Regions from separate parts of the Sus scrofa genome. Here regions 2, 3 and 4 are each linked to region 1. The links are chromatin contacts, called in public HiChIP or PLAC-seq and promoter capture Hi-C maps. All regions are on one chromosome and are shown on one strand. Each heading gives the region's core, a stretch centred on a gene start, on an enhancer-like site or on the middle of the called end of the contact. The rest is flanking DNA. Distances are from core to core; before and after follow the strand shown.

What was found. Promoter capture Hi-C pulls out the DNA fragments that hold promoters and counts their contacts. HiChIP or PLAC-seq counts read pairs in DNA pulled down with a chosen protein or histone mark.
Region 2: a promoter capture Hi-C map of liver shows a contact between it and region 1, with 7 times the contacts expected there. The contact joins the promoter of CMAH here to the promoter of TRIM38 in region 1. A contact is called at or near these places in 1 of 5 promoter capture datasets (liver) and 1 of 2 datasets of contacts at active chromatin or transcription factors (alveolar macrophages).
Region 3: a contact with region 1 is called in an H3K27ac HiChIP or PLAC-seq map of alveolar macrophages. The contact joins the enhancer-like site here to the promoter of TRIM38 in region 1. A contact is called at or near these places in 2 of 5 promoter capture datasets (fetal skeletal muscle and liver), 13 of 47 Hi-C or Micro-C datasets (alveolar macrophages, blood, embryonic fibroblasts and 8 more) and 1 of 2 datasets of contacts at active chromatin or transcription factors (alveolar macrophages).
Region 4: a contact with region 1 is called in an H3K27ac HiChIP or PLAC-seq map of alveolar macrophages. The contact joins the promoter of CARMIL1 here to the promoter of TRIM38 in region 1. A contact is called at or near these places in 1 of 5 promoter capture datasets (fetal skeletal muscle), 3 of 47 Hi-C or Micro-C datasets (alveolar macrophages, embryonic fibroblasts and mesenteric adipose tissue) and 1 of 2 datasets of contacts at active chromatin or transcription factors (alveolar macrophages).

What each region holds. Positions count from the first base shown.
Region 1 is chr7:20,681,174-20,683,909 of Sscrofa11.1, reverse strand. It overlaps TRIM38 (E3 ubiquitin-protein ligase TRIM38), which reads right to left and starts at 1,374. Exons shown (of 7, transcript XM_021098422.1): 1 at 1,155-1,374.
Region 2 is chr7:19,916,384-19,919,119 of Sscrofa11.1, reverse strand. CMAH (cytidine monophosphate-N-acetylneuraminic acid hydroxylase) reads left to right here and starts at 1,359. Exons shown (of 13, transcript NM_001113015.1): 1 at 1,359-1,562. The coding sequence starts at 1,359.
Region 3 is chr7:20,015,060-20,017,795 of Sscrofa11.1, reverse strand. No RefSeq gene overlaps it. Among named protein-coding and RNA genes, the nearest start is that of CARMIL1, 20 kb to the left of the region's middle. Within about 2 kb of position 1,360, at least 4 of the 83 cell types and tissues checked have an H3K27ac peak or open chromatin away from gene starts, as enhancers often do. A contact at or near this core is called in alveolar macrophages, where this site is marked.
Region 4 is chr7:20,035,010-20,037,745 of Sscrofa11.1, reverse strand. It overlaps CARMIL1 (F-actin-uncapping protein LRRC16A), which reads right to left and starts at 1,316. Exons shown (of 37, transcript XM_013977486.2): 1 at 902-1,316. The coding sequence starts at 1,301.

The DNA of each region.
Region 1 (2,736 bases), core at 125-2,624:
AGGATGATAGTGAAAGTAAAAAAGACATCCAGAAGAACCAGGGAACTCTATTAGCCCTCCCTGACCTGACAGAAAGAGAATTAGAAAAAGCTGGGGGAGTTCCGTTTGTGGCTCAGCAGGTTAAGAACACAACTAGTATCCATGAGGGTATGGGTCCGATCCCTGGCCTCACTCAGTGGGTTAAGGATTTGGCGTTGCCATGAGCTGTGGTATAGTTTGCAGACGCAGCTCAGATTCTGCATTGCTGTGGCTGTGGCCTAGGCAGGCAGCTGCAGCTCCAATTCAATCCCTAGCCTGGGAGCTTCCATATGCCGGGGATGCGTCCCTAAAAAGAAAAAAAAGGGGGAAGAGAAGGGGTTGGTTATGGGTAGCAGAGTTCCTGGAGAGCTAGGGAGGTTAACTGTTGCTTCTCCAGAGCAGGACCTGACTCTCAGGAGAACTGCAGGGTGACTGGAGCACGGGAGTTTGCAGAAGCCAGGATGTGGGGACATAGGAAGCAGATGGGGAAGGTAGGGCCTCTGTGGGACCCTGGGTGCTGGACCCCTGGTGTCCTTCAATGAGGACCCGACAACCCAGAGACTTTGGAGGAGGGAACAGGAGTGAAGAAGTCAGCCCTTTACCCACTGCTGCAGCTGCTTCGGGACCCCAGCCCTGCTCCCTGCTTGCCTACTCCTGGCAGTTGGTCAGGGAGGGCAGTGGAGGCTGGAGGAAGTTTAGAGAGTGACCTTTCTTTTGAAGTGACAGTACCAGAATTAAGAGCAGGGATTCAGCCAAAGTTACTGGAGAGGCCATTTCCCTCTAATAAGTAGAACCGGGCTCATGGAGCCACAGAGAATTTCTTCCAGAGACATCTGTTCTTTGGCAGGTTATCTCGCCCAGAAGGTCCACTAGGCTCCTCTCTGCCAGGGATACTGTGCTCCTGGGGAGAAGGACCTACCTCCCCTCCTCTGAGGCCCAAGGGTGCCTGTCTTGGGCCTTCACTCACCTCACACCCTGGATCTTCTGAGACTGGATGTGGAGGGTGGGAAAGGAGAAAGCAGACAGGGTGTGAGAGCTCTGAAGCCAAGGCCTGGCCATTTTCAGAGTTCCAGCAGGCTCTGTTCTCAGAAAACAACCCCTACCCACCCCGCGGCCGCCCACCACCACACACTCACATGCACATGTCTCCTAGCCCTCCGCCAAGAAAACCTGGGCCTGGACCTTTTCCACTCCCGTCACCACAGATAGTCACACACTCTCTGCTAGATCCCTCCGTAGCAGCCAGGAAGTTCACGCAGGCTACAGAAACTCAGAAGTGAAACTACTGTGGGAGGCGGAGCTCTGCCCAGCTGAGGAGGAAACCAGTGAAAATGTGCCCATCTCTTTTGCACTCTGCTTATGCTGAAAGGGAGGGGAGATGCTAAAGAAATTTTTTTTTTTTTTTTTTTTTTTTTTACAGCAGTAAAAGGGATGGATTGGTAATTCAGGAAGTTCTTTTGTGACTCTAGCACAGAGGATCTAAACCCAGGAAGTCTGCAGAGTTCACAGACTCTGACTTGAGATCTTTCTGCTTTTGCCACCAAACCCCTTGGGATTCATAACCTCCCTGGCTGATGTTACGTTTTGCTATTTTTAGGCTGCTTGTTGTTTTATAACTGCTCTGAAGGATGTGGTGAAAAAAAAGGGGTGGTACCATAATGGGGCTCATTGATGGCAGAAAATTTCTCCAGGCAGTCTCCCATTCTTTGCCCTGATACCCTGTCTCATCTGCCTCCTCAGTGTCCCTGTGAAAGATTCTCATCCTTATCAACAGTCAGAGTTGGGCACCAAGGACAGCAAACGGAACCACTAATGGCCCAGCAGTTAGTGGCCTCAGCTGAGAGCCATGTGAGCTGGGAGCATTGCTCAGTGCTCTCTGGGGGTCTAGGGTTGAGTACTTAGTGCCTCAGCTCCAGCCTCTCCAGTTCAAAATAGAAGCAAAAATACTGGGCCCACCCAATTTAGAGTTATTATTTAATGTGAAAAAACTAACTCAAAATAAGACCTTGCCACATGCATAACCTTAGGTGTAAGAGGTATTTGTGATAAGTGCACAGTGTTTGCTTAGGAAATAAATACATGCAGTGGCCCAGGGGAGCCAGTAAGGATGGCTAAGGACACAGGCAGGAGAAGTTAAGTTTGGATTCTGAGAGCTGCCTGGGATGAACTCTGGGTCCTGGGCCCCTGGCTGGGTGGGTCAGTTGCTGACCCTGGAAGTTCATGGTCTGTGCTAAGGGCATTGGACCTGCAGCTGGAGACTGGGGGGAACTTGATGCAGCCACAGTCCTGCTGGTTCAGCAGCTCAGGCTGGAGGCAAAATTGTGAAACAGCTTCCTCTCTTCCCACCCAAACAGGAGTCTCTCTTCAGCACTGCATCCTCCTGGCTGTTCACAGAGCCTTTGGCCGTTTTGCCACCAGGTGACTCACAGTGCCCTGGCATGTCCTGTGGTAGCTGGCCCCACACATGGTACAGGACACATCTACTCCCAAGGCAGCCAGCATGCAGACGGAAGAGAAAGAATGAGACCCCGAATCCTGACCCAATGCAGACTCTGTGCAGATTCGCACGACTTTCATTGTTGTGGATGCGACTCTGGACCCAGCTCATCCCAAATGTGTCCTGTCAAAGGATCAAGAAAAGGAAGCTAGTGAATGCCACCGAGTAAACAAACTACTGCTACCAACAGGCAATGACAACAAGACCAAAGCATCAACCTC
Region 2 (2,736 bases), core at 110-2,609, 760 kb after region 1:
AAAAAAAAAAAAAAAAAAAAAAATTAAAAAAAAAAAAAAAATATAAAAAAAAAAAAAATAAAGATGTACAGAAATGCCAAATCACTATGTTGTGTACTGGGAACTCATATAATGTTGTAGATCCATTATACTTTAAAAAACAAACTCATAGAAAAAGAGATCAGATTTGTGGTGACCACAGGTAGGGGTTGAAGGGAGAGGGAATTGGATGAAGGTGATCCAAAGGTACAAACTTCCAGCTATAAACAAGTATTAGGAATGTGATGTACAACAGGATAAACATAACACTGCTGCACTTTGTGTGAAACTTGTTAGGAGAAGTTCCCACCGTGGCACAGTGGTTAACGAATCTGACTAGGAACCATGAGGATGTGGGTTTGATCCCTGGCCTCGCTCAGTGGGTTAAGGATCCAGCGTTGCCGTGAGCTGTGGCGTAGGTTGCAGACACAGCTCGGATCTGACATTGCTGTGTAGGCTGGCAGCTACAGCTCCGATTAGACCTCTAGCCTGGGAAACCTCCATATGCCACAGGAAGCAGCCCTAGGAAAGGCAAAAAGACAAAAAAAAAAAAAAAAAAAAAAAAAAAAAAAGAAAGAAAGAAAGAAACTCGTTAGGAGTAAATCCTGAGAATTCTCATCCCATCTTTAATTTCGTACCTGTGTGAGATGATGGATGTTTACTAAAAGAAAAAGACACAATAAATTTATATGTCTTCTGGAAAGTAAAAAAAAAAAGTGTGTTGGCTTTGACCTGGGGGTGGGGGCTGGGTAGCTTGAACGGCTTAACCAAGGAGGGGATGATTGCGCTACCTTTGAACCTAAGGGTGGTGACTCTCAGTGGGAAAGGAGAGAAGCTGTGTTTCAGGCAGAGGGAGGTCCAGCTGCCAAAGCTGGGAGATGGGGGAAAGTAGAGTGGGTTATTGAAACTGAATATAGAGTTCAGCATCTAAAAGCGAGGTAGTAGAGGAGGAAGCTGTGTCAACGGAAATACTGAGCTGGGTTCACATCCTCTTTCTCCACACAGTCTAATGCCTTGTGGAAGCAAATGAGCCACAGAAGCTGAAGGAAAAACCACCATTCTTTCTTAATACCTGGAGAGAGGCAACGACAGACTATGAGCAGGCAAGTGAGAGGGGGCTTTAGCTGTCAGGGAAGGCGGAGATAAACCCTTGATGGGTAGGATGGCCATTGAAAGGAGGGGAGAAATTTGCCCCAGCAGGTAGCCACCAAGCTTGGGGACTTGGAGGGAGGGCTTTCAAACGTATTTTCATAAAAAAGACCTGTGGAGCTGTCAATGCTCAGGGATTCTCTCTTAAAATCTAACAGTATTAATCTGCTAAAACATTTGCCTTTTCATAGCATCGAACAAACGACGGAGATCCTGTTGTGCCTCTCACCTGCCGAAGCTGCCAATCTCAAGGAAGGAATCAATTTTGTTCGAAATAAGAGCACTGGCAAGGATTACATCTTATTTAAGAATAAGAGCCGCCTGAAGGCATGTAAGAACATGTGCAAGCACCAAGGAGGCCTCTTCATTAAAGACATTGAGGATCTAAATGGAAGGTACTGAGAATCCTTTGCTTTCTCCCTGGCGATCCTTTCTCCCAATTAGGTTTGGCAGGAAATGTGCTCATTGAGAAATTTTAAATGATCCAATCAACATGCTATTTCCCCCAGCACATGCCTAACTTTTTCTTAAGCTCCTTTACGGCAGCTCTCTGATTTTGATTTATGACCTTGACTTAATTTCCCATCCTCTCTGAAGAACTATTGTTTAAAATGTATTCCTAGTTGATAAACAGTGAAACTTCTAAGGAGTGTGTGTGTGTGTGTGTGTGTGTGTGTGTGTGTTTACCAGCTTTTATATTCAAAGACTCAAGCCTCTTTTGGATTTCCTTTCCTGCTCTCTCAGAAGTGTGTGTGTGTGAGGTGAGTGCTTGTCCAAACACTGCCCTAGAACAGAGAGACTTTCCCTGATGAAAACCCGAAAAATGGCAGAGCTCTAGCTGCACCTGGCCTCAACAGCGGCTCTTCTGATCATTTCTTGGAAGAACGAGTGCTGGTACGCCTTTTCCCCAGCCCCTTGATTAAACCTGCATATCGCTTGCCTCCCCATCTCAGGAGCAATTCTAGGATAGGATGGTTGGGCTTTCTTTTCAGTGATTGACAAAGAGCTAGCACAGCTTGCAGAGCCAGGGGGAGTTCTGGGTGGAGGTGTTTTGTCAGCCTGATGCTCACCACTGATAATGAATGAGGGATTGACCCCATCTTTCAAGCTTTGCTTCAGCCTAACTTGACTCTCGTAGTGTTTCAGCCGTTTCCATATTAGGCTTGTCTTCCACCGTGTCGTGTCGTCAATCTTATTTCTCAGGTCATCTGTGGGCAGTTTAGTGCGAATGGACTCAGAGGTAACTGGTAGCTGTCCAAGAACTCCCTGCTCTAACTGTATAGAAGATCACCACCCAAGTCTGGAATCTTCTTACACTGGCCCACAGACTTGCATCACTGCATACTTAGCTTCAGGGCCCAGCTCCCAGGTTAAGTGCTGTCATACCTGTAGCTTGCTTGGCTCTGCAGATAGGGTTGCTAGATTAGGCAAATAGAGGGTGCCCAGTCAAATTTGCATTTCAGATAAACAACGAATATATTTTTAGTTAGATATGTTTCAGGCACTGCATGGGACATACTTTTGGTAGGCAGCCTACTCTGGAAGAACCTCTTGGTTGTTTGCTGACAG
Region 3 (2,736 bases), core at 111-2,610, 670 kb after region 1:
AGGGAGGGGCGAATAGAAGCACAGAGGATTTTTAGGCAGTGGTGATACTATAATGGGAGATACATTTCATTGTGTATTTGTCCAAACCCTTAGATGTTACAACAGCAAAATGAACCCCACTGTAAACTATAGACTTTGAGTGAATGAGTTGTCCACGTAAGTTCATCAGTTATAGCATATTACCACTCCGGTGCTGGATGTTGGTATGGGTTGTGAATGTATAGGGGCAGGGAATATATGGGAAAGCTCTGTGCCTTCCACTTAATTTTCTCTGTGAACCTAAAACTGCTCTAAAAAATTGTCTGCTTTAAAAGAAGAAGACTATCAACATTAATAGCTGCCACTTAGAAGTTCCCGTCATGGCTCAGTGGTAGTGAACCCACTAGTAACCATGAGGATGGGGGTTCCATCCCTAGCCTCACCCAGAGGGTTAAGGATCTTGAATTGCCATGAGCCTGAGCTTGATGTAGGTTAGTAGCTACAGCTCCAATTCAACCCCTAGCCTGGGAAATTCTATATGCAGCAAGTACATATGAAAGACAAAAATAAAATAAAAACAAACAAACAAAAAAAAGCTACCACTTAAAAAGCCCTTGACATATTTCATCAGCACTATTTATAATCTATTTTTCCTTTGTTCAATTTCATCCCATGAATTTTTGTAAAAATGAGAATATTGTTGCTTTGTTGTCATCAGTGCAGGTGGAGCTCTTCCCAAAAGAACAACCTATCTGTGAGACATCACTTTTTGTCGGTAGATGAAGTAGGGGATGTGTGGACAGCAAATGGAAATGCAGATTGCCACTTTGACTGAACTCTTGAGATTGTATGGAAATTATCTCTACCCCACAGCATCTTAATTATTTCCATATGGATGAATTCATTCAATAAACACCTCTAGGTGTTTCCGTTGTGGCGGAGCAGAAACAAATCTGACTAGTATCCATGAGAATGTGGGTTCCATCCCCGGACTTGCTCAGTGGGTCGGGGATCTGGCTTTCCTATGAGCTATGGTGTAGATGTGGCTCGGATCCCAAGGTGCTGTGACTGTGGCATAGGCTGGCATCTGTAGCTCCAGTTTGATCCCTATCCTGGGAACTTCCATATGCTGAGGGTGTGGCCCTATTAAAAAAAACAAACACCTCTACTTGCATTATCTGGATTAGCTCTAGAAACAGGGTCCCAGTTTGGGGAACCTCTGTTGTTTCAGCAGTTCTCAAAAGCATATGAAAGTGTCCCCTCCTACACACCCCTCAACCCCCACTTCATTTGCCAGTTTTTCTCCCCCACATCTTTTCTAGAAGTGAAGTAAGCTGACTCTGAGGCTTTTAAATTCTGAGTCATTCTAGAGGTCAGGAGGTCTTGAAACAATTGTCTCCTTTGTCCATGAAACAATAAGCTAAAGTCACACTGTTCATTCTCTGTTGGCTATCTAGGTAGGAAGTCCATTAGCAAGCCAAATACCCCTCTGATAACTAGGAAATTTACAAATAATTCACACTTTGAGTCAGCACAACTGGGGAGTTAATCAGACAACCAAGATACTCTAAAAGTAACTTGTGAGAAAAGCAGAATTTAAAAAGTCTGCCCAATTTCTGGCTTTTTTTTTCAGATGATTACCTTAAGTGTGCATTGCTAGCTGAATATAAATATTTTTAGTTGCTATGATCTTTTTCTCTGTTAATATTATTATTGCTCTATGAAGAAGTACCTCTTTTAACTGATTTTATTCCTATTTTGGCAAATTGAGCTTTTGTCAGGTGGCATGAGAACACTATCGATCATACTGAACAAAAACATTTATGAGTCCTTCCTTCACGCTGAGCAATTTAAATGTATTTTCTCATTTAATCCTCAAGACAATTTTTATTTTCTCCAATATTCAGAGAGGGAAACTTCTCTCCAGAGAGGATAAATGACTGTCCCAAGGTCATACATCAACCATGGAGTAGCTCTGATTAACAGGTTGGGTTAAAAATGTTTTGCTATTTCCATTTATTCCTAAAGCCAATATGATGCTTTAAAACCTGACTACTACTGCCATCTGCTGGTGGATACATGAGTTGCTCTTGCTCAGACTGCCCTACAGGCACAAGGGATTCTGACCCACATCAGGGGCATCATGCTGGCGTCTAGAACCATCCCTGACTCACAGCAGACACTCGAAATTTGTGAAACAAATCTCTGGGAGATCCAAGGAGAATTTTTGTTGGTAAAATTTCTCAAGTTAATCTTTATTTTAACTCTGCAAATAACCAAATCCAGAAAGAATATGGAGGCTACCTCCCCAGAAGACAATGAATGATACTGGGGTAGACTGTTTACTCCATCAACTGTGCCACCTCTGCATTCATATACACACTCTACATCTCATTGCTTTAGCTTAGTTTATATCAGAGCTGACTCTCGGTGACCTAGTTGAGTCTCACTCTAATGTTTACTTCTAGCTCCTCCATTTATACTATAGAGGCTTCAGAAAGAATCTTAATTTTAGCACCTAAAAAGACCTAAGAAATCCTGGTTAGTGTTTCTCAAATCCTGTTTCAAAAGATGATGATAAAAGAGTGTTTCACAAAATCATTGACTTGGAGAACAGACCTGTGGTTGTCAAGGGGGAAGGGAGGGTAGTGGGATGGATTGGGAGTTTGGGGTTAGTAGATGCAAACTATTGCATTTGGAGTGGATAAGCAATGAGGTCATGCTTTATAGCACAGGGAACTATATCTAGTCACTTGT
Region 4 (2,736 bases), core at 67-2,566, 650 kb after region 1:
CCCCACCCCCGAAGGTTGCGGCGGGAGGAGGCGCCGGGGGGCTCCGAGCCGACCCGCGGAGTGCGCTCGCGGGGCTCCCCATTCCTCCCCACGCCGGCCCTCTCCGGACTCGGCTTTTCCGGCGGTTGGATGGGAGCAAACTTCCCGGCGCCCCCCAGCGACCCTGTCCGACTCCACTCGGACCCCAGGGGCGCCGGGACTCGGCAGGACGTGCGGGAAGGCAGAGGTGGGAAGGGAGGTGGAGGTGATGGGGGCGCAGCGGCAAAAGGAAAATCAACAACCGCGCGACTCTTACCTATCAACTCCCCGGGCACCTCGGAGCTCTCCTCGGTCATGGTGGCCCTCTAGGTGCGGGGGGTGCTGCAGATCCAACTCTGATTTACGGCCCCCCGCCCTCCCCCCGAGCCCCTCAATTTCTTAGAGGCAAATGCAGCGTGCAAATAGGAATAAGCAAGAAAGCGGGGGCGGAGATAGAATTCTGCCGCGTCCCCAAGCCCCACAAAAAAAAAAAAAAAAAAAAAAGAGTTACAAAATCCAAGGTGGGTTTACGGTTGCTGCTACATGACGCCTCCTTGCAGTTCCCGGCGGCGGAACGGAGACCCCAGCTGGATTGGGAGCGGGCGCGGGGCCGCTGCGGCGCTGGCTCGGGCTCCCGGCTCGTGGCTCCCGGCTGGCGGCGGCACTGCTCCGGCCACTGGCAGCTCCCGCCCGGTCCCGGCGCCGCACCTACGGCCCTAGGTGAAAGCGGAAGGCGTGGGGAGAGGCGGGGAGAGCGGCGCGGGGCGGGGGACCAGGGTTTCCTCGCGCTCCTGCCGGGCTCCGGCGAGGCGGGGGCAGCTCCGGCGCTCCTCCTCCTTCTTTTCCTCCTCCTCCTTCTCCTCCTCCTGCGTTTCCTCCTCACCTCGCGAGACCCGACCTCCGCCAGCGTCCCAGGCCGGCCTCCGGCGCCCGGGCACACGTTCCCCGGCGCGGGGCGCACAGCCCGGAGGCACGCGGCGCCGGCCTGTGGCGGCGGGCACGGCGCCCCTCCTAGCAGCCTCCCTCCCGAACCGCCGAAGCCTGGTGCATGGAGAGGGGGCGAAGGAGAGGCGAGAAGCCCTGGAGCCATCTGCTGGCTGCTGGGGAGGACAGCGGGGTGGGCCTGGGCTTCCCGATCCCGCATCCCCGCGGGCCGAGGGCGCCAGGGGTTGGGAAGCTGCAGACCCGCGCAGATTCCGCAGACCCATCTGCAGGGAAACCGCCTCTTTCTGGGACCCCTCTACGCCCTTTCCTTTTTCAGCCCTCCTGTGACATGTTGGCATTTCCTCAACGTTATTAATTTTCCATTTCGGGGAGCGGGAGCTAGACGAACCCTGTAAACACTAACCATATGGTGAGAAAACACTTTTTGTGTGTGCTCCGCGGGCGCGCCGCCGCCGGTTGCCATCTCAGACATTCCAAATGGGAGAGCGCCCGGAAAATGCCTTTCACTCGCTGCGGAACCTCTTTTAACCCCGGGGCATAATGGGGCAGCTGAGCGTTATTCTCAAACCCCGGAATAAGCCTGCTGATAGGTCTGATCCTGCCCGGCCCAGCTCCCTCCAGCTTTCCCTGGGCCCCACCCCCGGAGGAACAACTTAAGGGCAGGAATCACTGGAGCGCCGCAATTGCTGCCTTACTGCCTGACGGCTGGGAATGCCTGTGGAATCTGGTTGTTTTTACAGGACAGAAGGAGAGGAGAGAGAAAAGCAAAGGGCATCCCTACGCTTTGATTGATAATCTAGTTTTAAACACTGCCGTCGACCTTGGATCCCCAAGAATAATCTTCAGCCTCTCAGCAAGGTGTTCCCAATGAAGCATTTACCTATCTGGTCCCTCCCCACCCTTCTAACCTCTCCCACTCCGCATGCTTAACAACCGGGCACTCCAAAACTGTTTTGCCATTTGCTTTTCTCTTCCTTTTAAGATTATCTGATTCTTATCTGTGTTTTTGATTCCAGCCCAATGTGTACCTTCTTTGGAGAAGATTCTCCAGAGTTTTTCAGATGACTATGATCCCTTTATTCAAAACCACTAGAGTCTATTGCCTGTAACACTGCTTTCTAAGCTCAGCCACACAGCGCCTTGTTTAATTACTCGTATATTTCTCTAGTTTTACTATTCAACACTTGCATCGCTCCCTGAGTTTGGGTTTGTCTGCCCAACTAGACCCTAGGTGATTTATTTTTATTTTTTAATAACCGCACCTACTGGCATATGGAAGTTCCCCGGCCAGGAATTGATTCCGAGAAGCAGCTGCGACCTACCCTGAAGCTGTGGCAGAGCCAGATCCTTTAACCCACTGCTCCAGGGCCTGATCCATCTGCCGCCTTGCGTGGGGTGGGGTGGAATGGCGCCTCAGCAGACAGATTCTTAACCACCTTGGGAACTCTGTGTCACTGTGGGAACTCTGACTGGAGGCCATTTAAGGGATGTTATCTCAGATTTTTGAACCTCCTCAGCAAACTTGTGCCAAATATATGTTCAATAAAGATTTGTTAACTGATTGGTCTTAGAGCTTTGGACCTCAGACTCCCTACTATTTCTCAAATGTTGGCAGTTTATTTAAGCTAGCTATGTCCTTTAGGCACTAAGTATCTTTTTTTCTGCAATAAATAGAAACTAACATCTCAAAACTATCTTCCATTCAACAGTGTGTTGTTAAAAAGGTTTTTTTCTGGCACATACCAATGAAGTTTCAGAAATAGCCCTGAAGCT